5 separate regions of the Mus musculus genome follow, and regions 2, 3, 4 and 5 are each linked to region 1. A link is a contact called in public Micro-C and promoter capture Hi-C data. All regions are on one chromosome and are shown on one strand. Each heading gives the region's core, a stretch centred on a gene start, on an enhancer-like site or on the middle of the called end of the contact. The rest is flanking DNA. Distances are from core to core; before and after follow the strand shown.

Region 1 (5,264 bases), core at 1,593-4,092:
GCTTTACCTCCTGAAGTTAACTGTTTCTTTCTTTCTTTTTTTTTTTTTTTTGGTTTTTCGAGACAGGGTTTCTCTGTATAGTCATGGCTGTCCTGGAACTCACTTTGAACTCACTCTATAGACCAGGCTGTCCTTGAACTCAGAAATTTGCCTGCCTCTGCCTCCCAAGTACTGGGATTAAAGGCGTGCACCACCACGCCTGGCAAGTTAACTGTTTCAATAGAGCTAATTTGGCAAGTAATTATAGGAAACTCAATGAGTCTGAATTTCAGATGAACAATGAATAATTATTTTAAAAATGTCTGCCTGATAGTTCATGGATATATTAATACTAAAACACAACTCACCATTCATCTGAAATTCATGCTGAACTGAATGAATGCTTTTTAATTTTTCTCTGGAAAACCTATTTATAGAAATGTGGCTAACTCAGAGACGCTGAGGACCTAGCTCAGAGGTAGAGCACTGTGGCTTACTCAGAGATGCTGAGGACCTAGCTCAGTGCTAGAGCACTTGCAAAGCATGCCCAGGCTCTAAACTCAACCCCTAGATTTGTCAAAATGAGATAATAAAATCTATCCAGAATAACTGTAGGATAAAGACTAGGTGGTCCTTCATCTTTGCTCTAGTTGGTCACTGGACAGTTAGGGAACTTCCCACAAAGCCCTAGAATTGAGCTACCTTGTGACCAGATCCTGAACTATTTTTAGGCTGAAGTTTTCCAGGGATTGGGGGGGGGGGAAGAGTCATATTTTAAATTGTGGATTAAAGTATATATTTAAGAGAAGAGAGTAGTGTGTCATATGTTGACACAGTAAGGCCACTTCAGACACATCATTACTAGGCCTCTCTCCCCTACCCTAAGCAAATAAGGCAGAGATAAATAATGGCTGATTAATACAACAGAGCCAAAGGGCGCTTTTTAAATGTGTAGTTGAGCATGCCAAGAAAAGGAACTGAGATGGGAAAAACCTTGCAATAAATGAACAAAACTTACTGTGTTGTTTATTTTTTGAGACAGGGTTTCTCTGTGTAGTTCTGGCTGTCCTGGAACTTGCTCGGTAGACTCAAGAGACTTGCCTGCCTCTTGCTGGATTAAAGGTATGCGCCGGTATGAGCCGCTACTACTCAGCTACTGTTATTTGAGATCAGGGTCTCTTATAGCCTATCGGCTGACCTTGAACTCCTGATTCTCCCACCTCCACTTCCCAAGTCCTTGGATTATATGTACAAACCACAGTGTGCACAGGATTTTTTTTTTAAGCATTACTCATTTTCTTTTTTTTTTTTTTTTTAAAGATTTATTTATTTATTTATTATATGTAAGTACACTGTAGCTGTCTTCAGACACACCAGAAGAGGGAGTCAGATCTTGTTACGGATGGTTGTGAGCCAACATGTGGTTGCTGGGATTTGAACTCAGGACCTTCGGAAGAACAGTCGGGTGCTCTTACCTGCTGAGCCATCTCACCAGCCCCTCATTTTCTTATTTAAGGGATAATATTCCATTTGAATTCTCATTTTTGGGTTTGGTGACCTTCTAATAAATTTAGAATGTTGTTATATGAACTTTTGAATTAACTACTTGCAAAAAAATAATTTTGCTTGACAGGTGAACCTCTTCCTCATTCCCCATCTTTATCTTAAGAATTTCTTTAGTTCATCTTTCACCTATGGTTGTATTTAACCACTCCTGTGCCATCTCTGGTCCTGAGATTGTAATTCGTGTTAAACTGAAAGGGCAAACCTGACACCTGCCTATTTCAGGTTAGTTAATTACCACTAATGATAGAGGATAGTTTCCTGGAAAAGCACTCCATTGAAAAGGGGACTTTCAACTTTACCTGGTAAAATTCCAGTGCACTTACCCAGTTTCCTCACTGAGGTCAACTCAACTGAGGACTCCTGCACTATTGAAAGGCAGCTACTTCTGGACTATACTGTGGCTGCTGGTTAACAGCTGTGCATCTCCAGGCCTCCATTCTCAAGACCTTTGGCCTCACCCCTACCAATGAAATAAGATACTGCTACGTTTCATAATGTTTCTTGTGGCTTGCAAATGCATCTGGAACCAATGGACAGAGGACCTTCTCAATTTGATTTTGGCAATTTTCTTCTCACTTTCTTTTGGGAGTGGGGGGTGGGGATTGTTAGTGCTAGAGATTGAACCCAGAACTTGAAGAATGCAAAAAGCATACGCTCTACTATATGGCTACTATATCAGCTCAATTCTCTTTTCACCTCTCCGCAACCCCCTAAACCCAAGTGTCCTATCAGCTTGAATAATTCTGCCTTTTTTTTTAAACCGATAGGCTGGGGGTGGTGGTGGGGGTGGTGGTGAGTGTCAATTAGAAAACTGAATTGGAGAATAGAAGGGTGTATCAACATTTTTGGAAAGGGCAGGTGCACCGATAAAACCCCACAGACAACCTCCTTCCAGACGTCCAGTCCAATCGTGGGTTCCCTCACTTGAACAGGGAACTGGGCGCCCCAGGAGGCAGCGAGCAGCGCTGGGCGAGCCGCTGTCCCTCCAGGGAAGGAGGGTGAGCCCGCAGGCCGGCTGCCACTCTGATTGTTACGCGTGTCCAACTTCAGAGTGCGGCGTGCCGGGGGTGCCCCGTCGCCGCCATCCTGAGCCAACCGTGGTTCGGCGCGGTCAGCGGCCGCTGCAAGCCGCCGCCCGCCATCTCCGGGCAGCCGTCCGCGGGGGAGGGGCAGCTGGCGCCCGCGTTCTCCGGCCCGGCGGCCGGCGGAAGAGCCCCGCACCGCGGAAGCGCGACCGCAGCTGGGGATCAGCTGCTGGAGGCGGCAGGGAGGCGGAGCCTAGGGGGGAAGGGGAGGGAGGGACGCGACCGTGAGGAAGCCGCGAACGCCGCCGACCGACCGTCTGCACACCTCGCTCCGTCTGCCATGGCTGGTTAAAGAAGCCTCCGGCTCGCTGCGCGCGGGGAGGGACGGGACGGGAGGGGAGCGGCGGCCCGGCGTGCGGCCGAGGGAGGGGCGGCGGCGCGAGCTGCAGCGGCGGTGGCGGCGGCGGTTCCAGCATGAAGAGGAGAGCTGGCCTGGGGGGCAGCATGAGGTCAGTGGTGGGCTTCTTGTCCCAGCGGGGCTTGCATGGGGACCCCCTGCTCACTCAGGACTTTCAGAGGAGACGCCTGCGGGGCTGCAGAAACCTCTACAAGAAGGACCTTCTCGGCCACTTCGGCTGTGTCAATGCCATTGAATTCTCCAACAATGGAGGCCAGTGGCTGGTCTCAGGTAAATCAACCCCCTTCCTTCCCCTCCCCGCGCCTCCCGCTCCCCTTCCAGCTGCCCCTTCCCCTTCCCCGCCACCCTCCTGCTGCCCTGCGTCCCCACCCCCGCCCTTCTCAACCCCTCTCCAGCGGTGGGAAGATTTGGTGTGAAATTAATACCATTGCAGGGGGAGGGAGGAAGGGAGGGGGGAGGGAAGGAAGAAGGGGAAGGAGAGGAGGATGTCTTCTATATATATAAAAAAAGACCTAAAATGGTTGACAGGTCTTTAATGTGCTTTATCCCAAGTGCAAAGTGGTCCCTCCAGATGCCTGCCCCACCAGTGTGGGTCGGGGAGGGGGACGAGGTTACGGTTTGACTAAGTTGGTTGGCAAACTCTTCCTCTGCGTAGTTTAAAAGGTGCGGGGGGCACTGGGGGGAGGGCTGGCCGGGGGGGGGGGGGAGACCAAGGCTCGCCAAAGGCCAGGCGAAGCTCGAGCCCCAGTCCTCGGTGTCATGGAGAAAAGGGGCCTCGGAGCCGGAGGCCGGCGGTGACAGAGCCGGACACCGTGGGGCCAGCGGGGTCGGGCGGGTGGTGACGGGTAGCAGAGAGGCGTCCCCTCCCCCTGGCTCTCTCAGGGCCCAATCCCATCTCCCAGCACGCAGTGGTAGCCTCTTCAGCGTCTTGTTTTTATTATGGTTCCGAGAGTGGCGAGGGCTCTAGCGACCTAGGGACACCAACCAGCCTGAACTTGGATGCGCTGTTCGGGAGGCAGGGCTTCAGGAGGACCCCCCGGGAGACCTACTGGCGGGAGGCGGGCTCCAGGACCCCCTTCACCCGCGCGGCTCCTGTTGCAGGGCTGCTCGCCTCCTCCCCCACCCGGTTCAGCTGGGCCTACTTGCCTCCAGGGTCTCCCCGCTGGGGTGGGGGAAAGTGGTGCAATCGAGGCCGGGGCTCCGGCCGGGCGGTGTAGGCCTTGCTCTCTCGGGGCTCCTAGCGACAGGCAGCTGAATCGATAGCCTATTGCTCCGGGGGGGGAGGCCGGACCCGAGCGGCGGCGGCGACGGTGGCAGCGGCGGCGCCTGCGTACGCCGCGGCAGGGTCGCTGGCTGCCCCCGCTCCTCCCCTGGGGTCGCGGCCCCGGGTGTGGGCGGGTGGGGCTGGGCTCTTGCCCGAGAAGGGGCGGCTCCCTGAAACCCGGCTGCGCTGTGAAGGGCCTAGACCAGATCGGGCGTTCCCGCTCGCCTCCTTCCTCGACCCTTTTTCCTATACTGGGAGGGTTGGGCGGGGGGGGGGGGGGGGGCAGCCCTGGACGTGGCGCTTAACTTCATCCAGGTGGATACCTGAATGGCTTTCTAATTTGCGTCAGTGGGCAGCTTTCCAGAAACTTCGGCGGTTATGGCAAAGCATCTGTCTTCGCAAGTATCAGGCGGAAGTGCCACCATGAGTATGGTCCAGTTTGTGGGTAGCAGAGATAAGAGGTCTGTGATTATTTCATGATAGACCGGAGATTTCTCTAGAACTGACCCCATCTTTTCACACCAGATTATTTTCCCCTTGCTTAAAGTTTGGACCCTAGATGACACCCCCTGACCCCAAGAAACCTGATATACTACTTCAAGGCAGGCCCTACATTAAAAAGCTTTTCTCCCACACACCATGGTGTAGAATTTTACCTAACAAAATTCAAGTGCAAAAATGGAGAGAAAGAACGCTTCTTTGAAGGCTGTCTCTGTGTTTGTAATACAACTCTCTCCTGAGATTAATGTATTAACCAATGAGCGGCTCTCCCAAACAGTCACTTTACCTAAGGAATGAGGGACTGTGAGGATACTCTTATAACGAACTAATTAATCATTACTAATCACACATTGGCCCAGCTTAACACATTTTAGACTTAAACTTGAAATATAATGCAAATACCATAAAGTTCTCCCATTTAAAGTTAAGGCATTTTACTCTTTTTCATTGTGTGTGTGTTTTTTTTGTTTTTTGTTTTTTTTGTTTTTGTTTTGTTTTGTTTTGTTTTTTG
Region 2 (5,264 bases), core at 929-3,428, 350 kb before region 1:
GGGTACAAAGTTCCTTAAGCAGCAAACAGTGAGCCAGGCATGGTGGCTCACACCTTTAATCTCAGCACTCGGGAGGCAGAGGTAGGCGGATTTCTGAGTTTGAGGCCAGCCTGGTCTACAAAGTGAGTTCCAGGACAGCCAGGGCTATACAGAGAAACCCTGTTTCGAAAAAACAAAAAACAAACAAAAAGCAGCAAACAGTAATGAAAACTAACACCATAAATCAAAATAAACTAAATTAAAAGTTGAGCACCATGAAAATCTGTCTGGTTTCAGTTTTAATCATCCCAGTATCTATAAAACCAGGTAACGACTGGCATATGCTGTGTATGATATGAAATTTAAAAAAAAAAGTGAACTAGTATTGTGCAACCTACCATTACTGGGCTTCCAGGAGCAAGTTAGGGATGCTTATCATCAGAGAAAGAGCCTCAAACAGTGGTGTTTTGAGAAGAATCTAGACACTCCAGAACTTACATTTGTGGCTTACATTATTTAACATGTGTAACTTTCATCTCAACTGAAAAAATAAGGATAATATCGGCCCTACCTCAAATATTATTACATGAGATCAAAAGTGAAACTTGGGCCAGTGTGATAGCTCAGAGTGGAGAAGCACCAGACGTGATCACCAGAGTTCAATTGCTGGGAGGTAGAAAACTGGCTCCTGCAGTTTGTTCTTTGACCTCCACACCAGCACAAGTTCACACACTCAAACTCACACACGCTAAATGAATTTAGCTTGGGACACAATAAACCCTCAACAAGTTTTCCACAGTATCACCACCTTATGAAGTGATTCCTTTATTGAAATACAGGAATCCACTCCCACCCCCAACTCAAGACAGTTCTCATTTCTACTTGAATGTGCATCTAATGAAAAATGCAAAGCTCAGAAAACTAAGAAGTCAAAGCCAAGGGCATGTCTCTACTAGTCTCCACTAGATGGTGACAGCCTGGGTGTAGAATTCCCAGAGCACAAAAGTGTGTGTGTGTGTGTGTGTGTGTGTGTGTGTGTGTGTGTATGTGTGATTTTATTATTATTATTATTAACCAAAGGGATTCTAACACCAAAAACCGATTGACCAGTGAAAAGTGGAAAGTCACTGCGGATCTTGCAGATCTAGAAAGGACTAAATACCCATGGCTTAACTGAAAAGGATAATGTCCCCGCACCTCTCTTCGAACCCCAACCAACAAGAGCAACAAAGGGCAGCACACTACCTTGTCACCAAAGAAGTGTGTGGCAACAACATTGGGCCTCTGCTGAACTAATGTAAAGTTCCCAATGAACTTAATGCCTCTTTGGGATCCCCGGCCTTGCTGCCCTCCCAATTCCGTTACAGGTAAGTTTTTCCACCATGGTGGCTGTCCCGGGAGGGACCATCAGTCTCACAAGTAAGAAAGTCTATATGTAGTTACAGTAAAACCGAAACAAAACAGGAAATGGGTTCGGCAAGTTTCAGCCCACATAATAAGAAAAGTTTTTGCGACTGAAGAGGCGACCAGGCGCTGGGGCTCCAGAACGCTCCCGCGCACAGGCGAGCGGCTGCAAGGTTTCCTCAGGAAACCCACCTCGGCCAAGCCGGTCCCGCCGTGCGGAACCGCGGCTTCGCTGGACTGGAGGGCCTCCGCCTTGCAGCGCGCTCCACCGAGCCCGATCTGCTCTCCGCTCTCGGGCACCGGCACAACCACGCCGCCGCCCTCGGAGCGGCCCGACCCGGCTACTCCCGCGCGGCTCGCAGTGCTGACACCGGCCGGCGCGGTAGCAGGCGGCCGCGCAGAAGGCCCGCGTCCCTGAGGAAGTGCTTGCCCGCCAGTGCCCTGACAACCGGCCCCGCGCGCCGCTGACACAAAGCCGGCCCCTCCAGCCCGGGCGGCGGTGACAACTCACCCGGGAGCGGCGCCGAGACCTCCGGGAAAGGGGGCGCTAGCAGCTCCCGCGTCGCCGAACCCGCTCCGCCGCTGAGCGCGCCCGCCTGCCTGCACTCCCTGTCGGGTCCCCCGCGACGCCTCGCGTGCCCTGGTCTGGCTCACGCGGCCGGGCGCTGACGAAGGAGGAGGACGAGGACGAGGACGCGAGCGGTGGCCGGCTCCTGAGGATGGAACGCGGCGGCGGTGGCGACGGCTGCGCCAGCGTCACTGGCCCAGCTGTACGACGCGGGCGGGGGAGGCCCCGCAGAGGGGGCAGGGCAGGGACGAGGCCTGGGCGGGGTCAGGCACGCACGCAACAAGCGCAGGCGTCGCGCCGCTGCGACCGCCCCGAGGAGTCACGCGCACGCGCCTCTGACCTTGTCTGACACGCCCCTGGCGGCGGGGGGAGGGAACCTTAAAGAGACAGTCACTCGAACTGCTCTGGCTGTAATACTCTAGTTAAGCCACCTTCCTAGAGGGCCCTCCGGTTCTTTTACTGTTATTGTTTGGTTATTATTTGGATGTTTTAATTACTGTCATTTGCAAGGAAGTATACTGTTGTTTAAGAGCCTCTTCTACACACGTCGCCCATTTAGGTCTTGAATCGCTTGCCTGACCTATCTTCAAAGCAGGTTATTATCTCCCTATTAAGCTGTACTCTAGGTTAGGGTGTGTAACTTAACTATCTCAAAAGTGTCCCGAGGGGGTTAGGTGGGGGTGGAAATGTAGATCAGGCCATTCTGATTCTATAACGCTGGGGTGGGCTTCAGGAATCTTTTTAATGGGTGTCCCTGAGTGCTATTTCTGCGCACTCAAAAACACCTGGCAGATCTTAAATGGAGGAAACTGACATTCCAGCGAGGCCTGGGGAACCTAGAGCTGCAGGCTTGGCCCCTAGCTTTTTGCTCTGCTTCTGAGCCTCCTTGAATTGCTTTCAAGCGCGTCTTAGGTGAGCAAATTGAGCACTGGTCAGCTGCATCCATTTAACAGTGACTCTCACTACAGAGGGGTGGCCATATGACAGTAGGAACTATCTCTTTGTGCCTAGGTACTTGGTACTAGGTACTTGGCCTGTCTTAGAGGTGCTCAATAAATGTTGAAGCACTCCTTGAAAATCAGTGACTCATAAATTAAGAAGGCCTGTTAGCCTTTTCTTTTTTTTTTCTTTCTTTCTTTTTATTTCTATTTATTTATTTATTTATTTATTTATTTATTTATTTCGAGACAGGGTTTCTCTGTGTAGCCTTGGTTGTCCTGGAACTCACTCTGTAGACCAGGCTGACCTCGAACTCAGAGATCCGACTGCCTCTGCCTCCCAAGTGCTGGGATTAAAGGTGTGCCCCACCATGCCCAGCCTTTTCTTTTATCTGTGCAAGTGCCCTACCTAGGATCTACTGGAGTTTTTTGTTTCTTCTTCTTCTTCTTTTTCTTCTTCTTCTTCTTCTTCTTCTTCTTCTTCTTCTTCTTCTTCGTTCTCCTCCTCCTCCTCTTCTTCTTCTTCCTCTTCCTCTTCTTTCTTCTTCTTCTTCTCAGTTCTCCTCCTCCTCCTCTTCTTCTTCCTCTTCCTCCTCTTCTTTCTTCTTCTTCTTCTTCTTCTTCTTCTTCTTCTTCTCAGTTCTCCTCCTCCTCCTCCTCTTCTTCTTCTTCCTCTTCCTCCTCTTCTTTCTTCTTCTTCTTCTTCTTCTTCTTCTTCTCAGTTCTCCTCCTCCTCCTCCTCTTCTTCTTCTTCCTCTTCCTCCTCTTCTTTCTTCTTCTTCTTCTTTTTCTTCTTCTTCTTCTTCTTCTTCTTCTTCTTCTTCTCAGTTCTCCTCTTCCTCCTCCTCCTCCTCTTCTTCCTCTTCCTCCTCTTCTTTCTTCTTCTTCTTCTTCTTCTTCTTCTTCTTCTTCTTCTTCTTCTTCTTCTTCTTCTCAGTTCCCCTCTTCCTCCTCCTCCTCCTCCTCCTCCTCTTCTTCTTTTTCTTCTTCTTCTTCTTCTTCCTTTTCTGCCAGATACCCTTTGAACAAAGTTACACCTCAGGGCCTTTCACCTAGAAAGCTTCCAATAAAGGTGCTGTGAATTACTGCCACAACAACACACCCATCCCTTAGAGCAGTGGTTCTCTCAGCCTTAATGCTGTGATCCCCTTAATACAGTTCCTCATGTTATGACAAAACTCCCAACCATAAAACTATTTTTTGTTGCTACTTCATAACTATAATTGTGGTAGTATTATGAATCGTAATGTAAACATCTGTATTTTTTGATGTCTTAGGTGCCCCCTGTGAAAGAAAGGGTCCGGTTCAACCCCTTTCAGGGTCCCAAATCACAGGCAGAGGACCACTTTAGAAAGCTCCCCCCTCTCCCTGTGGGCCTAGGAGAAACCCCTGATGTATTCCCTTCTTTTTCCTTTCTTCCTCTGAAAAATAGACACCTGGCATCCTGCCTACTTACCCAGTCTGAGGGAGCTGCACCTGCCCAGACCATTAAGGGGGTTGAAAAACATCAGCCTGGCAGGATCTGGACAGCCTGTAATTCCGGCATTAGGGAAAGAGGTTGAGGCAGGAGGATTCCAAATACAAGGCTAGCTTCAGCTACAAAGCAAGATCCTGTCTCAGCAAAAGAAAAGATGAGAAATACTGCAGGACCGTAGCATAGCTTACTAAAACTTGTGGTCCTGGCAGGAAGACCCAAGAGACAAGAGAAAAGAAACAGGGAAAGGGTAAAGAAGAGCCCGAGCCCCACCAAACAGAAGGATGGGTGAAAAAAAAGAAAGCAAAGGAAGAAAGTGGGTATACAGACAGATCATGTCTTCTGAAAGGACAGCTGAGTCTCCAGCCGTGCGTGGCAGTTTGGCCACTAACAGGGAACTTCATGGAACACTTGCCGCATCTCACGATGTCAACCCATATCATTACTCACCACCTACCAGAGTTCAGCAACTGGGAACAAAGTCCTCCAGCCCGGACTGTGTCCGGGGCTCTCCAGCAGTCTGGCAGGAATCCAATCACATCACCCCGCTGAAAAACCGACACCTAAGCCTCCCCACCCTGCTGGCACATCTCTAACAAGCTACCACCTGCCACACCTCTGAGACCTCACCATCTGCTCCCCTACCTGGAGTGTCCTTTCCCATCCACCCTTCCTCACTGGCTGTGCCTCTCGCGTCCCTCTGGAAGGCTCTGCTTTATCTTTACGTCCTCACTTTTTTCCCTTTGCTTTTATATTGCCAGGATGGGGATCAGGTCTAGCCCTCTTCTCTCTGGCCAGTACGGGCTCTCCAACCTTTTCCTTCCCTCTTACCCCTCCTAGCATACTTCCAATACTCCCTATAGATCTTATATCCTGCCTTGCTCTGCTCTCCTGCCAAATG
Region 3 (5,264 bases), core at 1,743-4,242, 320 kb before region 1:
CAGGACCCCAGACCATGGGATGATGCTCTCATATGCAGACTGGGCCTTCCCTCCCCAGCTAAACCTAGAAATGACTTTACAGATACACCTAGAGGTAGATCTCTAGGTGATTCTAAATCCAATCAAGTTGGTGATGTAAATTAAGCTCCCTTTAAAAGTGCCTCACCTGGGGCTGGTGAGACGGCTCAGGGGTTAAGTGCACTGACTGCTCTTCCGGAGGTCATGAGTTCATAAACATCCGTAATGAGAAACAAAAAACAAAAAAACTATGGACCAGAGTGAGTGGGGCTGGAACAAGAGGGAGAAGGGAGGTGGGGGGAGGGGGGGAAGTGTCTCACCTGTAACATAAGCCCATTTAATGTGTACTGTCCACCTGGTCCCACTGTGATCAAAAAGACAAACCCCATGTTCTTTCTTTCTGTAGATGAGAAACAGGTCCTCTATCAGCATCTATGCACCACAGGGGCTAACTTGCTAGCTTGTGAGGTTCAAGCCTTACAACTCCTAACATCATTGCCTAAGAGTTGCATCAATACCTCCTACTTCCTCGATCACCATTGCACTTTGGCATCTGCTCCCCGTACAACGTGGTGGGATGTTTGCCAGTGTCACTCAGTCTGATGACTGTTACTTTGGATATTTGATTCCAGAAGAAACCCATTTGGACTTCTGTAGCCTTTAGTACTTGAATCACGTTCTTCTGAGCGCTCTCCTCACATAGCAAGCACACTCTCCTTCCGTTCCTTATTGGTCTCATCCATGGGTCTGCTTTTTCTTTGAAATCCTATCACTGATATCCTGTTATCAACCCATCTTTCCTATCTTCGTGGTCTCACACATATTATTCATTCTAAGACCTGTCTTAGTTGGGGTTTCCATTGCTGTGATGGAATACCATGACTAAAAGCAATTTGGGGTGGAAAGATTTTATTTCTGCTTACAGTCATATTTTTATCATCAAAGGAAGTCAGGGGCTGGAGAGATGGCTCAGTGGTTAAGAGCACTGACTGCTTTTCCGAAGGTCCTGAGTTCAAATTCCAGCAACCACGTGGTGGCTCACAACCATCCATAATGAGATCTGACGCCCTCTTCTGGTGCATCTGAAATCTGAAGACAGCTACAGTGTACTTATAATAATAAATAAATTTTTTTTTTTTTTTGGTTTTTCGAGACAGGGTTTCTCTGTATAGCCCTGGCTGTCCTGGAACTCACTTTGTAGACCAGGCTGGCCTCGAACTCAGAAATCTGCCTGCCTCTACCTCCCCAGTGCTGGGATTAAAGGCGTGCGCTACCACACCTGGCTAATAAATAAATCTTGAAAGAAAGAAAGGAAGAAAGAAAGAAAGGAAGAAAGAGAGAGAGAGAAAGCGGAAGTCAGGGCAGGAACTCAAGGTAAGAAGACGAGAGGCTGCTGCTTACTGGCTTGCTCCTGAACGCTTACTCAGCCTGCTTTCTTACACACTCCAGAATCACCAGAGGTGAAACCACCCACAATGGGCAGGCACCCCCTCATCAATCGCTAATTAAGAAAATGCAAGTCTTGCCTTCAGAGTAGTCTGGGGGTGCATTTTCTCAGTTGAGGTCACCTCTTCTTAAATGACTCTAGCATGTGTCAAGTGGACAGAAAACTAGCCATCACAGGGACCTTACATAGATGGTGACATCCTCGATCTAGTTCCAGTCCAGACCTCTAGTATGACTTAACCAGCCACCTGTTGGATGGTCCTACTCTAATGACGGAGAGGGGCAACTGCCCATAACTGGCATTCCATACCAGCTAATCTTCCCTCCTGGATCCACGCTTTCCGTGTCTGTCTGTCTGTCTGTCTGTCTGTCTGTCTGTCTCAGCATCCCACTGCTCCAGGCAGCCATCCTTGATCCCTCACTTCACACACTAGAGCCAAGCTTTGAGTGTGGTTCCTTCCACTGTATTTACAAACCCCCACCTTCCTCCTTTCCTACCACCGCTCCCTTTCTGGTTCCAACATTCCCTGTGCTGGGTACCTGCAGTGCCTCCCCAACTGCTTCCTTAGTCTCTTGGGCCTTGCCCTGTTGTTGCTAGAGTTATGTTCCTAAAAAGTCTATCTGCGGCATTATTTCCTTGTTCAAAACCTTCCCTTTCCAAAACAAAACAAAACAAAACAAAACAAAACAAAACAAAAACTTTACTTTCCCCTCATGGTTTCCTTTGTTTGCTTGTTTAGTTTCTCTGTGTAGCCCTGGCTGTCCTGGAACTCTGTAGCTCAGGCTGGTCTTGAACTCACAGAGCTCCACCTGCCTCTGCCTCCTGAGTGCTGGGATCAAAGGCGGGCATCACCACCAACCAGCCCTTCGGATTCTTTAGCATCATAGTTCACCACACTCTCTAATGCTACACCTCCCCCCCCCCCCCATTCCTTGGAGGATTCTAATCTGGGATGTCTTTGGCCACTACCACTCACGATGGAAGGGTAGGATGAGGTGTCATCAAAAAGCACTCATTACATGGCATCGATCAGGATCAGTCTCATCGTATGAAACTAGCGACTCGGAAGCAGCATCCGCTGGTCACTTGTGTTCTGCCGCCTGAACCCGTGTGTTTTTGTCGACTGTTTTTAGTTATTTAGGTGAGCAAACAAGGTAATGGCAATTTCATAATGTGGCATCATTCTTTGTTCTCATTCGTTCTCCCATCTTAGCTTTCCTTAAATAAATAAAAATCACTATTTGGACCAGGTGCCCTCTTTCTACCCAATTACTTGCTGACTTGTTGGTCTGCTTAAGATCCCTTTGAGAAATATACTGATTCCTTCATTGTACCCGCCTAAGGTGCCCAAAGACTAGATTTCTGGTGATAACTGCTATGTCCACATCTCTCTGTATTACGTATGTATGCATGCATTCATTTATATGCATACATGTGTAGTTACTGTATTTTTAATTGCTTTGTCGTCCTCTAAGCAAAGAAATGAATACCCTTAAGTGGCCACCAGGAGGCGCCAGGAGCAGCGAGAGACCTGCGGTACCTTGGCGGTAGAGGTGGAGATGGATGCAGAGGCGAGGGAAGAACCCAGCTTCCTTTTTTAAGAATCAGTTGTGAGCAAGGGAGCAGAGCTACGTTATTTTAGGGAGACTTTGTCGCACTCCCCCTCCCCCGGGTAGGTAGCGTCTGGGATGTGTGCTCCCAGTTCGTAGTCTCCCATGGAGAGACGCTGGCTGCTGCAGCCGGCAGTAACCCGACCCCGCCGGCGCAGGGACTGAAGAGGCGCCGGGGAGAGCAGCGAGAGGCGAACAAAAGCCCTCGGCAAGGGGGCCGGAGCCCGGACCTGGGGTAAGTGAACCCGCTCGGAGACCTAGCAGCTCCCAGAATGGAGCGGCAGGGTTTACGGCGCTCTAAGAGCCCACTCCCCTGAGATGCGGTGCGGAAACTGGTGAGCATCAGCGGCTGATGTCTGAGTCCACCATACTGGGGTTGATGGTACCTTTAACTACACATTCGGCCTTGGAGATCGGGTGCATCTGGGAGGATTCAGGTGCCTTGTGCATCTTGAGCAAACACCGGGTGGGGGCTGGAGGAAGAGGAAGGCAGAGAGCTCCCAGCAAGCCCCGCTGGAGAGGCTGGAGAAAGAATCCATCACTCCACTCGGAGAAGCCTTTGGAGACTCTTTTCAGCCCTTCCATCTCCCGGGGGCCCTGCGCTCCGGGTCCTTTTGGTAGAGAGAAATCAACCATAAACTTCTTCCTAGGCAACTGGGGCCCTCGCAGCAATGCACTTTGGCATGCACAGGCCCCTTCCCCTTTTGTGTTCTTGCAAAGCTGCATCCCAGCAGCCCGCCTAAGCTACAAACAAATAGCTAATCCTCCGGGGAATCCTCCAGCGCCTCCCTCGCTGGCTGCAGCCTTCCTTGCACTTCAATCTTTGCAGGAAGGGGATGCAGCTAGTGGGCCTCACGCCAATGTGGTCTCCTGAAAGGCCCTGCATTCTAGGTCTGAGGGAGACTGAGGCTGCTGTCTAAGGCCCAGCGTCCCCCCACCGCAACTGCCCAGCCTGAGTTTTTGGGGCATCAGTTTTAGGATTTACGTTCCATCAGGCCCCTGAGCCTAATCTGAAATCGGATTAAGTTGGGAGGGGTAAATATGGCTGAGGAGGGAGGAACAGCTCACAGATCCTCTATGTCCCCCCGCCCCTCTGTCATCTCAGGGACTCCAACAAAGAACGAGGTTCAGCTATGGTGGACCCGGTGCCAGAAGAGGAGAAAGAGGGAGCGGAGCCCGGTGGCTCTGAAGGGGATGAGGCCACAGCGTCCGAGCCCCCCGATGCCCAGGGAGCCCAGCAGCCGGCTGCCTCCTCGGCCTCCGCCTCCGCGGCGGCGCCCCGTAAGGCTGAAGTCCCCTGCGGGGCAGAAGGTGGACGTCGGGAGCAGTCTCCGTTGCTGCACCTCGATCTCTTCAATTTCGCCTGCCCCGAGGCAGAGGGCAGCCGCTACGTCCTGACCAGCCCCCGCTCTCTGGAGGCCTGCGCCCGATGCGCGGTCAAGCCCGTGGAGCTGCTGCCTCGGGCCCTGGCCGACCTGGTGCGCGAGGCCCCGGGCCGCTCCATGCGCGTGGCCACCGGCCTGTACGAGGCCTACGAGGCGGAGCGCCTGGCCAAACTGCAGCAGTGCCGCGCCGAGCGCGAGCGCATCATGCGCGAGGAGAAGCGGCGCCTGTTCACACCGAAGGGTCCGGCGGCAGCCCCGGCCTCGGCCTCAGCCTCAGCCTCAGCCTCGGCCCTGAGCGGGGGCAGCAGCAGCAGCTGCAGCAGCAGCAGCAGCCTCCCGGCCTCGCCCGCCTCGCGAGTTGCTCGAAGGACTTCTCCCAGTCCCCCCGCCAGGAGCCGGCCTCCGCCCGCCGGTTCTCGGACAGGTAGAAAGAGCCACTCGCTGGACTCGCTCTCCCGCCGGAGGGACGGTGCCCTGAGCTCCGAGTCCGGGGCCTCGTCGTCGTCCTACAGCGGGGAGAGCCTTCGGGAGCTTCGCTGGCCACCTCGAGCTTCCGCCAGGAACAGCTGCCCCGCGGGCTCGGCGTCGTCTGCACCTAACCCACTGGGCCGCCCTTCGGCCCTTGCTCTGGTTCCGCTCACGGCCCGCAGCTTCAGCCTCGGAGACCTGAGCCACTCGCCGCAGACAGCCCAGCATGTGGAGCGCATCGTCCGCCAAGTGCGCGCCGAGCGAGGCCTGCGCGGGGTACCCGAGCGCGACCGCAAGATCGCCGCCCTCATGCTGGCCCGGCACCAGGAAGAGCGC
Region 4 (5,264 bases), core at 2,009-4,508, 290 kb before region 1:
GATAGCCGGGGCTACAGTAAAACCCTTTCTCAAAAACAAAAACAAAAGAATAAAAACAAAACAACAAGAGAATGTTCCTCACATGATTCTTGTTTTTCTGTTCTGAGACAAGGTCTTACTATATAGCTCCAGCTGGGCTAGCACTCTCTAAGAAACCCAGGCTAGCCTTAAACTTACAGAAATCCTCCTGCTTCACCCTCCCAGTGCTGGGATTGCAAGTATGTGCCACCACACTTGGCTCCTTCAAAGGATTTTGATTTTAAAAGAGTGTCGAGGGCTGGTAAGATGGCTCAGCAGTTAAGAACACTGACTGCTCTTCCAAAGGTCATGAGTTCAAATCCCAGCAACCATATGGTGGCTCACAACCATCCGTAACGAGATCTGATGCCCTTTTCTGGAGTCTCTGAAGTCAGCTACAGTGTACTTACATATAATAAATAAATAAACCTTTAAAAAAAAGTGGCGAGAGGCTAGTTCGGTGGCTCAGTGGCTCAGGATGCTCGCTGCTTCTACAGAGGAGCAGAGTCATGTCCCCAGCGCCCACGCTGGGTGGCTCAGAGCTGCCTGTAACTCCAACTCCGAGGAAGCCAATGCCTTCTTCTGACATTGCAGGCACCCACATGAGATGGCATTCACACACACACACACACACACACACACACACACTCACACACACACACACACACTCACACACACACACTCACACACACACTCACACACACACACTCACACACACACACACACTCACACACACACACTCACACACACACACTCACACACACACACTCACACACACACACTCACACACACACTCACACACACACACACTCACACACACACACACACTCACACACACACACACACACACACACACACTCACACACACACACACCCCTACCTGACAGATAAAATAAAAATATTAAATCTTCAAAGAAGGAGATGACAGGAATTGACAGGTGGCTATAAAAGGCAGAGAATGGCCATCAAACAACAATGGGTTTGTGTAGAATGCTAATTGAACAATATGGACAATATTTTTGTTGGTTTAGATCATGAAATACAGGACTGAATGTATGATTTCAGTATATATTTGGAAAGCTGCAGCGCACAAATCTATAAGAAGAGCAATGGCCACCTTCCTAAGGGTTTCTTTTACCTCCATACTTACTTTGTTATTGCTTGTTTTATGAACAAGTTCTCGGGTTTGTTCCAGGCCAGCCTCGATCTTGTCAGGCAGCTGAGGGTGGCCTCGGGTTTCTGGTTCTCCTGCTTCTACTTTCTGAGTGAGATAGCAGCCACACACACCCACTTCTGGTTTATACCATACTGGGGATTTGAACTCGGGGCTGTGGGCATGCTAGGCAAGCCCCCTACCAGCTGAGCCACAACCTCAGCCCTCACAGCCACACTCTAAAGCAACTATCTCATAAAAGGTCTCTTTAAAATTGAACCCAAATGTTCCCTCTTTGCATAGATAATCATTCATCAGAAGCAAACTCTAGGCAAAGCCGGAGGCCACAATGGAATTTCCAAATGAGAAATGTGGTAATTATTTTCTTCTGTTAATGAAAGGAAAAAGTGGGTTTTATTGTGCCAGCCTTCAACCATCAATTCATTCAATTCATTACCAAATGCTTAGTAGAAGGTAGCATCCTGGGTCTTCACCCTGGATGGCAGGCCCAGGACCACTTAGCCACTTTGTTGAGGGGCTCATTACTTTGAATTTGAAGGTATTTCTCCTTCAATTATATCATATGCCTGACAAATTCACAATACTTACCGTCTTAACACTCTGTGCCCACAACAAATGGTAAGTAGACTTCTGCCCTACGCCCTCTTGCCTCGAGCACCCCCAACACAATTAGGACAAACGCCTCCCCCCCACCACCGTGGCGGGGTGAATGTGGCTGCTCTCTCTCTCTCTCTCTCTCTCTCTCTCTCTCTCTCTCTCAAGACAGGGTTTCTCTGTGTAGCTCTGGCTGTCCTGGAACTCATTTTGTAGGCCAGGCTGGCCTTGAACTCAGAAATCCACCTGCCTCTGCCTCCCAAGTGCTGGGATTAAAGGCATGCGCCACTGTTTGTTTCCTGAGAAGCATCTCCAGGGATGGGAAGCTCCAATCTAGACCAGAACTGGGGGTGAGTTGAAAAGAGCATCCACAGTCACGCGTGTCATAATGATGTTCCAATACATGTTATATTTTCCAGGATGTGCTACAAAGAACACTGGCCTTGAGCGCAAGGGCCTGAACTTCCATTTCCAAGTCATGTGATCTCGGGCAAGTTCTTAGCCACTATGGACCTTATTATATAAACCCAGGAAAGGGATGTTGTGAGACCACAAACTAGAAACCAGTGTGAAAGGGTCCGGTTTATAATGTGCTAGGTATACGACGGTCAAAGCAGAGCCTTTGTTTTCTATCCTAAAGGAAGGAATGACCTACAGATCAGCCCAGGCCAATCACGCAGCGCTGTGCAGTCACAAAGCCCGCCCTCCCCCTGCTGCCGGAGCCCCAGCTCACTTTCCCACCAGAATCTGCAGCATGTTGCCATCTGCTGGGAAGAAGACGGTAGTGGACATCCAAGCATCCCTACCTAAACTGCAGGAAGCCAGAGTGAAGGAAATCCTAAAGAAAAGAAGGGTAGGAACTGGGCAGCGAACCTTTGACCTGTGAGACAGACAGGGCCCCCTCCATTGGCCAACAACTCGTCAGAATAATATTTCAATTCGCTTTTATTTTTTTAAAGTGATAGGATATTATTTAAGGAAAGAAATCCTGACACACCGTTGAACCTCGAGGATGCTATCTATGCTAATGAAGTAAGCTAGTGGGGAAAAAAATCTGGTTAAGAACATTGGGTGCTCTTGCAAAAGACCCTGGCTTAGTTCCCAATGCCCACATGGTAGCTCTCAACCATCTGTAACTCAAGTTCCAGGAGATCCAATGCCTTCTCCTGGCACCTTTCAGACACCACGCATGCGCATACTGTACGCACATACGTGCAGGCAAAGCAGCCGCACACACAAAATAAAATAAATCTTTAACAAGACAAACAAACAAAAATTGGCTCACAAGACAGCTCATCAGTGGGAGCAAACACAGAGATCGACAAAGATTTGTGTTTAATCCCAGAAACCCACATGGTGGAGGACAGAACTGGTTCCAACAAGTTAACCTCTGACCTCCACATGTGTGCTGTACAGCACTCAATAAATAAACAAACATGTAAAGAGAATGACAAATACTGCCTTGTTCCACTTCCTGGGTCTGTGTCTAAAGTTGCCGTAGACACAGGAAGTAGAATGGAGTTTGCCAGCACAGGGAGTGGGGCCAGGGATCATCTCTTAACGGGTTCTGAGGTTTGCCAAATGAAGCATTCTGGAAACGGATTGCGCAACAATGTAAATATATTTAACATCACTAAGTCACATGTGTAGAAATGGTTCAAATGCCCAAGAGACAGAGGAGGGCAGATCTCTGAGTTTGAGACCAGCCTGATCTACTACAGGGCAAGTTCAAGGACAACCAGGGCTACACAGAGAAACCCTGTCTTGAAAGACCAAAAAGACAAGACAAGACAAGACAAGACAAGACAAGACAAGAGAAAAAAAGAAAAGAAAAAGAAGAAAGCAAAAATAAAGAAAAGGGGTTCAAATAAGACAGGGTTTCTCTGTGTAGCCCTGGTTGTCCTGGAACTCACTCTGTAGGCCAGGCTGGCTTCGAACTCAGAAATCAGCCTGCCTCTGCCTCCTGAGTGCTGGGATTAAAGGCATGCATGAATGACCATTGCCCGGCTCAAGTGATAAATTTTGATCGCATATTTTACCTCAATAAAAAGCCCAATAAAAGACAATGGAGGTGTGCAACTCCACGCCAGAGAATCACAATAAATGCTGACTGAATAAAGATAGGCACACAGCCTCAGACATGGGGTGAAGGCAGCAATGGGCATTTCCATTGATTATTTTTTCCTTGTCTTTCCTGTTCTCATCTCAAGGCCAAAATTAATTAACTAAATAATTGATTTGAAACAGTGTTTCACTGTGTAGCCCTAGCTGTTCTGAAACTCACTCTGTAGACCAGGCTGGCCTCAAACTCACAGAGATCCACCTGCTTCTGCCTGCCCAGTGCTAAGACTAAAGGCGTGTGCCACCACACCTGGCTCAAACTTTTCAGATAAGTTAGAGGACAGTGTGGCACTTAGTTCAACTAACCAGAGCATCCTCCTAGAGGGCCTGGCTCTCCTGACCTCTAGTGGCAGTCACAGGCTACAGAGCAGAAAAATCCTGGATTATGGGAGTCTCCATAGTCATCTACGTGACCTTATGAGAGTAAAGAGACTTCTCTCCTGCAATTATAAACATACATAGATACAGAAATCATTATAAAGAGTGGCTCTCCAATGCCACATGGCCAGCAAGTGACCAGCAGAGGCTTTGCCTTCTCTATCAGGGCCACCTCTCCACAGAAGTAGGGAGAGAGGCAAGGTCCTCCTGAGGTCTTGTCAGCTCAACTGCTGCTTGGCAAAGGACAAAGTCTCCTTTAAGACACCCCAAGCCAGTGCCAGGCGTGGTGGCACACGCCTTTAATCCCAGCACTCGGGAGGCAGAGGCAGGCAGATTTCTGAGTTCGAGGCCAGCCTGGTCTACAGAGTGAGTTCCAGGACAGCCAGAGCTATAAAGAGAAACCCTGTCTCAAAAAAACCAAAAAAAAAAAAAAAAAAAAAAAAAAGACACCCCAAGCCCACCAGCCATGGCTGGGACAGGGTAACAGGCATGGGTTGAATGCTCAGAGCAGGATTAGCAGGTGTCAGGTCCCCTAGGACCATGATTCCAAACTGTAGTTCTCTCTTTGTCTCCTGGGTGGTGCCCTGGAGCCCGAGATGGCTTCTGTCTCTGAGTAGCCAAGTCACCTTGGCTTCCCCTTGATCAGCCCCTAAGCAAAGCCACAGAGACACAGAACAGGTTGCATTTCCAACTGTGGGGGGATACAGGGACAGCCACCAAGGACTTTGCTTTATTAAGCTCTATCTCAGAATTCCTGGGCTTGGTGTGTGCCCTAAACTTTTGAAGGACCTTCGTTCAACCCCACTGGATGGAGTGGCTTTCTCTTTCTACCAGGCTGAATCATCCTCTTGATCCTCCCTCAAAGGCTTACTGCTCTACCCCTTCACAAGAAGTGGGGTGAGAGAAGCCATTATCTCTTTCCTGAGTCAGAGCTGTGGGGCTTCTGACTTTGAGGAGACTCTGCAGATGGTTGAAGATC
Region 5 (5,264 bases), core at 1,481-3,980, 260 kb before region 1:
CCCTTTGCCCACAGGAAAGTAAGCTAACAATGAGAGCATCCTCCTACTGCTGTTTGAGAAAGGTGAGGGTAGAGGTGGTGGGGTACTGGGAGCTCCGGCTAAGACAGACCCGAGGAGGAGAGTTTGAAAGAAGTCAGCCAGCCGCAGCCAGTTCCATCCTGCCCAGTGGTTATTTATGCAGCATGGAGCCCTTCCAGGCCTCTTCCCCTCAGCTGCCCACTAGGGCATTGATTTCTCTAATGGCAAGCTTCTGCAGTGGAGGGCATTGGCTGCTCTGTCCCAAGCCTTCCTGTGGTCACTAATTATCTGAGGTCCAGAGACTGCACTTCACAAATGGGAAAGTGGAGCCCAGAGGCCCTACTGGGCAGCAAGAGGAGGCTGGCTGTGCATCACTCCTCTGTACCCAGACTTTCTGACTGGCTGTTACTGACTCAAGGGGAAATGGAGGATGGGGAGGTGATCCTCCCAGAGGAGGGGCCGTGAACAAAGACCTAGAGCTGGCAGGTAGGAGGTTTTCTGAGACCCAGAGGAGAGAGAGTCTGCACAGGAAGCTCTTGAGACAGAGGTGACAGCCTCTTTCAGAGGACACAGAACTAACTTGGTCCTGCAGTTACTGTTTTGACTTAGACTGACTGGTTTGGTTTGGGCCGCTGTGGGAACTGCTGTTGGAAACTTGGGGCCCCAACTCCAAGTGCCCTGGGCTATCAGCCTCAAATTAACTGTTTATGCAGGAGCCAGGCTCACCCGCCCCCAACCCCATACAGGGAGCCAGGACACTCAGCCTGGCACCTACCACATACCGGATGCAATCGGGTGAAGATGCCTGGCAGGGTAGTCTTAAATTAAATGAGGACTCAGAAGAGTACCTGGGATAGTCAGACCCAATGGAGAGAGATGGCTGCCTACAGTAGTGCTCAGGATATTCTGCTGGGAGTCAACAATAACCCCTCCCGTCCCCTCCCCTCCCCTACCTCTGCACTCACCACACACACACACACACACACACACACACACACACACACACACACAAGTGGCAGAGACAGAATGTTCTTGGCCCTCAGTGGCTGCCATCAGACAGTTCAGCCCTGTGAGTCTCTCATATAATCTTCACTCTGCACAGAGCCTTCACTTAAAACATCAGAGGAAAACTCAACTTGGGAGGCACTCAAGGGGGTCTGTAATCCATTAAGTCCCCAAGAGAAATCAGGCAGAAGTAATAAAAGTGTATGAAACCAGCTCTGTAAAACATGAAATCCCATCCACACCTCCATTTGTCCTGAGGTCTTACAGGAATATTAAATTATTCATCAAAATTGATCAGAACTAACCACTACCACACACACGTGATCTGCAGCCCTGAAAACATCAGAGGCCTTCAGACTCAAGGTGTGGGAGGGAGAGGGGGCTGTGCTTCCAAGAATGTTCATACCCTCCAGGGAGGGACCAGGACGAAGTCTGAGTCTTCTAGACACTGCAGGAAATCTGTGTTGACTTAATGATAAAAGCTGTGTAGAAAATGGCCTAGTGCACATGCAGTCAGCTTTGTGAGGTTCCTGCAAGCCCAGGTCTGGGAGTGCCCCTTCTCCCAACACTTGTCATGGCCATAGAAAGCCCTATTGGCATCTGGGCTTTCCTTTGGAGTTGGGGCAGAGAGCCTCGTGCTGATAATAGGGCAAGGATTGCCCAACACCCCCTCCCAACCAGTCCTTTGGACAGGACCAATATATCCTCTCTCCCACTCTAACTTCAGTGATGTCAGGGCACAGTTTCCAACACAACTCCTTAGAGAAGGTTTGTGATTCTCCTTTCTCCCGAGTACTTCAGAGTGGCAGTGGTCGGGCTTGCTCAAATACCATGTAAGGTTGAGGATGCGTGAAAGGATAGAGGAGAGAGACGCCCATTTCCCAGCCCACTTAAAGCCTCGGCCAAGGGATGGAATTGGCTGTGGAGGTCTCTGGAGAATCTGGTTGGGATGGGATTTCTCCTTCTGCAGACTGGCCCGACCTAACCTCAATCTCTAGCCCACATGCAGCCTCGCCACTTGGGACTCGCGACTTAGTTCATTCCACAGAGAATTCCCGGCATCTACCGGCCATTCTAGCTCTAGCGACCAATTAAAGTCGCATCTTCCAGGTGGGGGACAGCATAGAGAGAAACTGGCTGGGCAGGTCAAGGTCACAGCGGAAGGCTGAGGCAGGGCGGTGACTAGATGAGTGGGAGGGGTCCTGAAGCTCGGGGCTCCCTCCCGGGGTAGGGAGGGGTGGGGAAGGGAGGTCTCCCAGGACGCGGGGGACACAACTCACCGCCGGGACCACTTGGCCGAGGATCTCCCGAACGGCCGTTTCCACAGAACCCCGTAGAGCTGCACTTTGGTGCTGATGTCCAGCGCGTCCGCGTCCGCCTGCTCCAGGGACGGCGATGGCGACACGGAGTTGGACTTGGATGTGAACATCGTATCTCGAAGACTGTGCCCTGGCCGGGCCCACTCCCTTCGTGGGACTGGAAGGGACAGGGAGGACAGTGGGAAGCAGTGGGCACGGCGAGTGCAGGCAGCTGGGAACGCCGTCGGGGCGCGTATCCCGACGAGCGGAGCGGAGAGCGGAGGGGCGCGGGAAGCTTAGCCAGCGGCTGGGGCGAAGCTCCAGAGCGCTGTTGGCCGGGAGGGAACTCCGCGGGGAGGGCAGCTCCGCCGCAGGCTCGCAGCATCACCCCCCTCCTCCCCTCCCGTGCCTGCAGCCTCAATTCTGGTAGCCTGGATTGGCTGGGAGTGGCAGGTGAGCGGCTCAGGCCGGCAGCGAGCGCCAATCAGGGTTGGCGCCTACTGCAGGAACTAGCTCAGTGAGTCTGCAGGGTCCTGGTCGGTCACTCAGCCCGGGATTTGGCCACTACACCTCCCCACCCCCACTCAGGCGCCCAACGCTCCCCCAGTTCCTTGTGGTCCGTCCTGCCTTCATCAAAACGCTGGCCAGGTATGGTCAGTGATGAGCAGGAGTCACTCCGCTGCCACCTGCTCGCCTCTGGGCGTGGGAGTGGTGTTAGGGAACTGCGCTTGCCATTCCAAACTCCGGCTTTAAACGTCTCGACTAGCCGTTGGATCGTGTTTTTCTCACCTGTAAAGCGGAGACTCTCCTACCTCTTAGGGGGTAGGCTGGTGGTCAGCTAAGACTTCGGTAAGTGCCCAAGGACCAGCCTCGAAAAGAGGTCCCAGTAAGATTCATGGCCCTTCCCTGTCCCCGCCAAGTCTGCCTGGACCAGATCGGATTTCTTTTCCTGACACTTGGCAGTCTGTGTTGGCATTTGGCACTCAGTGTCAATCTCAAACTGTCAATGCAGTTTGTATTCATGATTTATCTGCGCGCCGCCTGTGCTCCCCAGGGCTACCTGTCTACTTCCGCTCTCGGTGTAGTGTAGGCATTTGTTGACCGCGTCACTTTATAGCCAGGCCTTGGGGACTACCTCACCTCCTACTCTGCAAGTGGAAAGACACTCCAAAGGCTGAAGGGTTTGTTTGCATTCTGGGGCCGCTCCCCTCCCTCTCCTCCTTCTGGACTCTTCAAGGTTGGAAAGCCACTGGCCCTCAGTGATTGACCTGTGCCCTTAGCGAAACCACTTTCCTCCCTCGGGATCTGTGATTCCTCTGTGTGAAACCGAGAAGTAAAAAATGCAACAGAACTCGCAAACAAATGGGTAATCTGAGAGCCAAATCGGTTTGCTCAGACTTTATGAATTTGCTCTTCACAAGCAACACTGAGGTATACTTAGTATGTTGGCTCTCGAGGACTAATTTGATAAATGCTTGCACCATGAGACCACCAACCAACACAAGAGAAAGCTCTTTCCAGCCCCTGTACCCTTCTCCAGTCAACCCATAATCACTTTTCTCAGTTTTCACCATTTGCTTAATGTCTTGAAATATTTGACCTGTGTTGTGGTAAATATTACTTGGGGGTTTCTACCCCACCTTAGATCATTAAGTTCCCAAATAAAAGGCACAAAACCTTTATATTTATAAGCCTTAAAGCAATAGAGCTGGGCAGATACCACCCCTCTATGTTATTTTATCTACTTACCTGTCGATAATCTCTAGATATCATTTGTCTTGTTCCTCTGCCTGGGCCACTCTCTAGCTGGCCAGCCCTTAGGGCCATGCACTCATGACCCACAGCCCCCATGGCACTTTCTTCTTCCTCTCTCTCTCCCCAGTGGTTTCTGCCTCAGATCCCAAGTCCTGGTTTCACCAACTTCTTTTCTGCTCAGTTACAGGCTGTGGGCACCTTTATTAACCAATGATGGATAAGTTGGAGGGCAAGGTTTATACAACAAAAGCTGGTATGTGTGAGGACCTTGTCTTGAGGCAATAAGACCTTGGGATACAGAATTTAGCATTTGAGTACAAGCAGCATCAGACTCACCCACCCACTATAGATCTGAATGCCCTAATGGGCATCCTCAGAAGACCTCAGCATCATAGAAAAGTGTTATCTTACCTGCCCAGCTTTTCTTTTCTATAGTCTACAAGACTATATACAAGTCTTACAAGCATTGAACCTGGGGCTTTGTGAATGCCAAGCATGTGCTCTACCATTGAATTACACCTCTGGTCCCTTGCAGGTCCTCAAGTTTATAATCTTGATGCCCAGACACTTTTCATACTTTAGGAATCCCGTTCTTTTTAGATACAAAAACAAAACAAACAAAACTTGCATCAAGAGCCTGTGTTCCCTGGAGTGGGCCATAAACACAAGGAAGCAGAAGGCTCAGGCAGGCACAGGCGCTTTTTCAGGGAAGGAGATGGCCAAGGTACCTGACTTACTTTGAATAGTTATGTGGCTTCTGGGCTGCCTTCCTGGTGCAGCAGTAGCAAGGATGCCAGCCGCAGTGGTAGTCAGACCTGGCTACATGAGACAGCAGCACGTAGTGCTCTGTGGCACTGAGCAGGGTTTGAGGTCTGGCCTTCCTGGTATCCTTTTAGCAAATTCATTCTCTCCTGAATCAGGTCAGTAGCAGCTCTGGCCTCGTAGTAAAGACCAGTGATGAGCTTGTGAACTGTGGCATGAATAGAACCATTCATGAGAAAATCTTCAAGGGGAGGGGCTGAGCAAGCCTGCGGGGGGGGGGGGGGGGTCCTGGAAAATGCTTTGCAATGGAAGACATGGAGCTAGGTTTCTTCCATGACAGAGAGAAAAAAAAAAAACAGTCTGTGCTCGTTTCATCTGCATGCAGCACATCTGGACAGTCCTCAGCCAACAGCACTTAATGGTGGG

The links. Promoter capture Hi-C pulls out the DNA fragments that hold promoters and counts their contacts. Hi-C and Micro-C count contacts between places; a contact is called where the count stands out from the background. Capture Hi-C pulls out chosen DNA fragments and counts their contacts.
Region 2: a contact with region 1 is called in a Micro-C map of embryonic stem cells, with 8 times the contacts expected there. The contact joins the promoter of Susd6 here to the promoter of Dcaf5 in region 1. A contact is called at or near these places in 4 of 39 promoter capture datasets (hippocampal neurons, liver and pre-B cells), 2 of 484 Hi-C or Micro-C datasets (both in embryonic stem cells), 2 of 115 datasets of contacts at active chromatin or transcription factors (memory CD8 T cells and pancreatic cancer cells) and 1 of 9 other capture datasets (liver).
Region 3: a contact with region 1 is called in a Micro-C map of embryonic stem cells, with 4 times the contacts expected there. The contact joins the promoter of Ccdc177 here to the promoter of Dcaf5 in region 1. A contact is called at or near these places in 10 of 39 promoter capture datasets (the 3T3-L1 cell line, cranial neural crest, embryonic stem cells and 6 more), 3 of 484 Hi-C or Micro-C datasets (all in embryonic stem cells) and 1 of 115 datasets of contacts at active chromatin or transcription factors (embryonic stem cells).
Region 4: a contact with region 1 is called in a promoter capture Hi-C map of hippocampal neurons, with 3 times the contacts expected there. The contact joins the enhancer-like site here to the promoter of Dcaf5 in region 1. A contact is called at or near these places in 4 of 39 promoter capture datasets (hematopoietic stem and progenitor cells, hippocampal neurons, liver and 1 more), 2 of 15 datasets of contacts at CTCF or cohesin (embryonic stem cells and pro-B cells), 2 of 484 Hi-C or Micro-C datasets (both in embryonic stem cells), 7 of 115 datasets of contacts at active chromatin or transcription factors (T-cell acute lymphoblastic leukemia, embryonic stem cells, forebrain and 2 more) and 1 of 9 other capture datasets (pancreatic islet).
Region 5: a promoter capture Hi-C map of liver shows a contact between it and region 1. The contact joins the promoter of Plekhd1 here to the promoter of Dcaf5 in region 1. A contact is called at or near these places in 1 of 39 promoter capture datasets (the 3T3-L1 cell line), 2 of 484 Hi-C or Micro-C datasets (the Patski cell line and embryonic stem cells), 8 of 115 datasets of contacts at active chromatin or transcription factors (T-cell acute lymphoblastic leukemia, craniofacial prominence, embryonic stem cells and 3 more) and 1 of 9 other capture datasets (liver).

What each region holds. Positions count from the first base shown.
Region 1 is chr12:80,434,179-80,439,442 of GRCm38.p6, reverse strand. Dcaf5 (DDB1 and CUL4 associated factor 5) reads left to right here and starts at 2,842. Exons shown (of 9, transcript NM_177267.5): 1 at 2,842-3,258. The coding sequence starts at 3,045.
Region 2 is chr12:80,787,446-80,792,709 of GRCm38.p6, reverse strand. It overlaps Susd6 (sushi domain containing 6), which reads right to left and starts at 2,178. Exons shown (of 6, transcript NM_178682.4): 1 at 1,895-2,178.
Region 3 is chr12:80,758,443-80,763,706 of GRCm38.p6, reverse strand. Ccdc177 (coiled-coil domain containing 177) reads left to right here and starts at 2,992. Exons shown (of 2, transcript NM_001008423.2): 1 at 2,992-3,310; 2 at 4,181-5,264. The coding sequence starts at 4,209.
Region 4 is chr12:80,728,000-80,733,263 of GRCm38.p6, reverse strand. No RefSeq gene overlaps it. Among named protein-coding and RNA genes, the nearest start is that of Gm51986, 11 kb to the right of the region's middle. Within about 2 kb of position 3,258, at least 19 of the 459 cell types and tissues checked have an H3K27ac peak or open chromatin away from gene starts, as enhancers often do. A contact at or near this core is called in forebrain, hippocampal neurons and liver, where this site is marked.
Region 5 is chr12:80,690,067-80,695,330 of GRCm38.p6, reverse strand. Plekhd1 (pleckstrin homology domain containing, family D (with coiled-coil domains) member 1) reads right to left here and starts at 2,730. Exons shown (of 13, transcript NM_001177503.1): 1 at 2,304-2,730. The coding sequence starts at 2,452. Plekhd1os (pleckstrin homology domain containing, family D (with coiled-coil domains) member 1, opposite strand) reads left to right here and starts at 1,379. Exons shown (of 3, transcript NR_037995.1): 1 at 1,379-1,386; 2 at 2,871-3,170.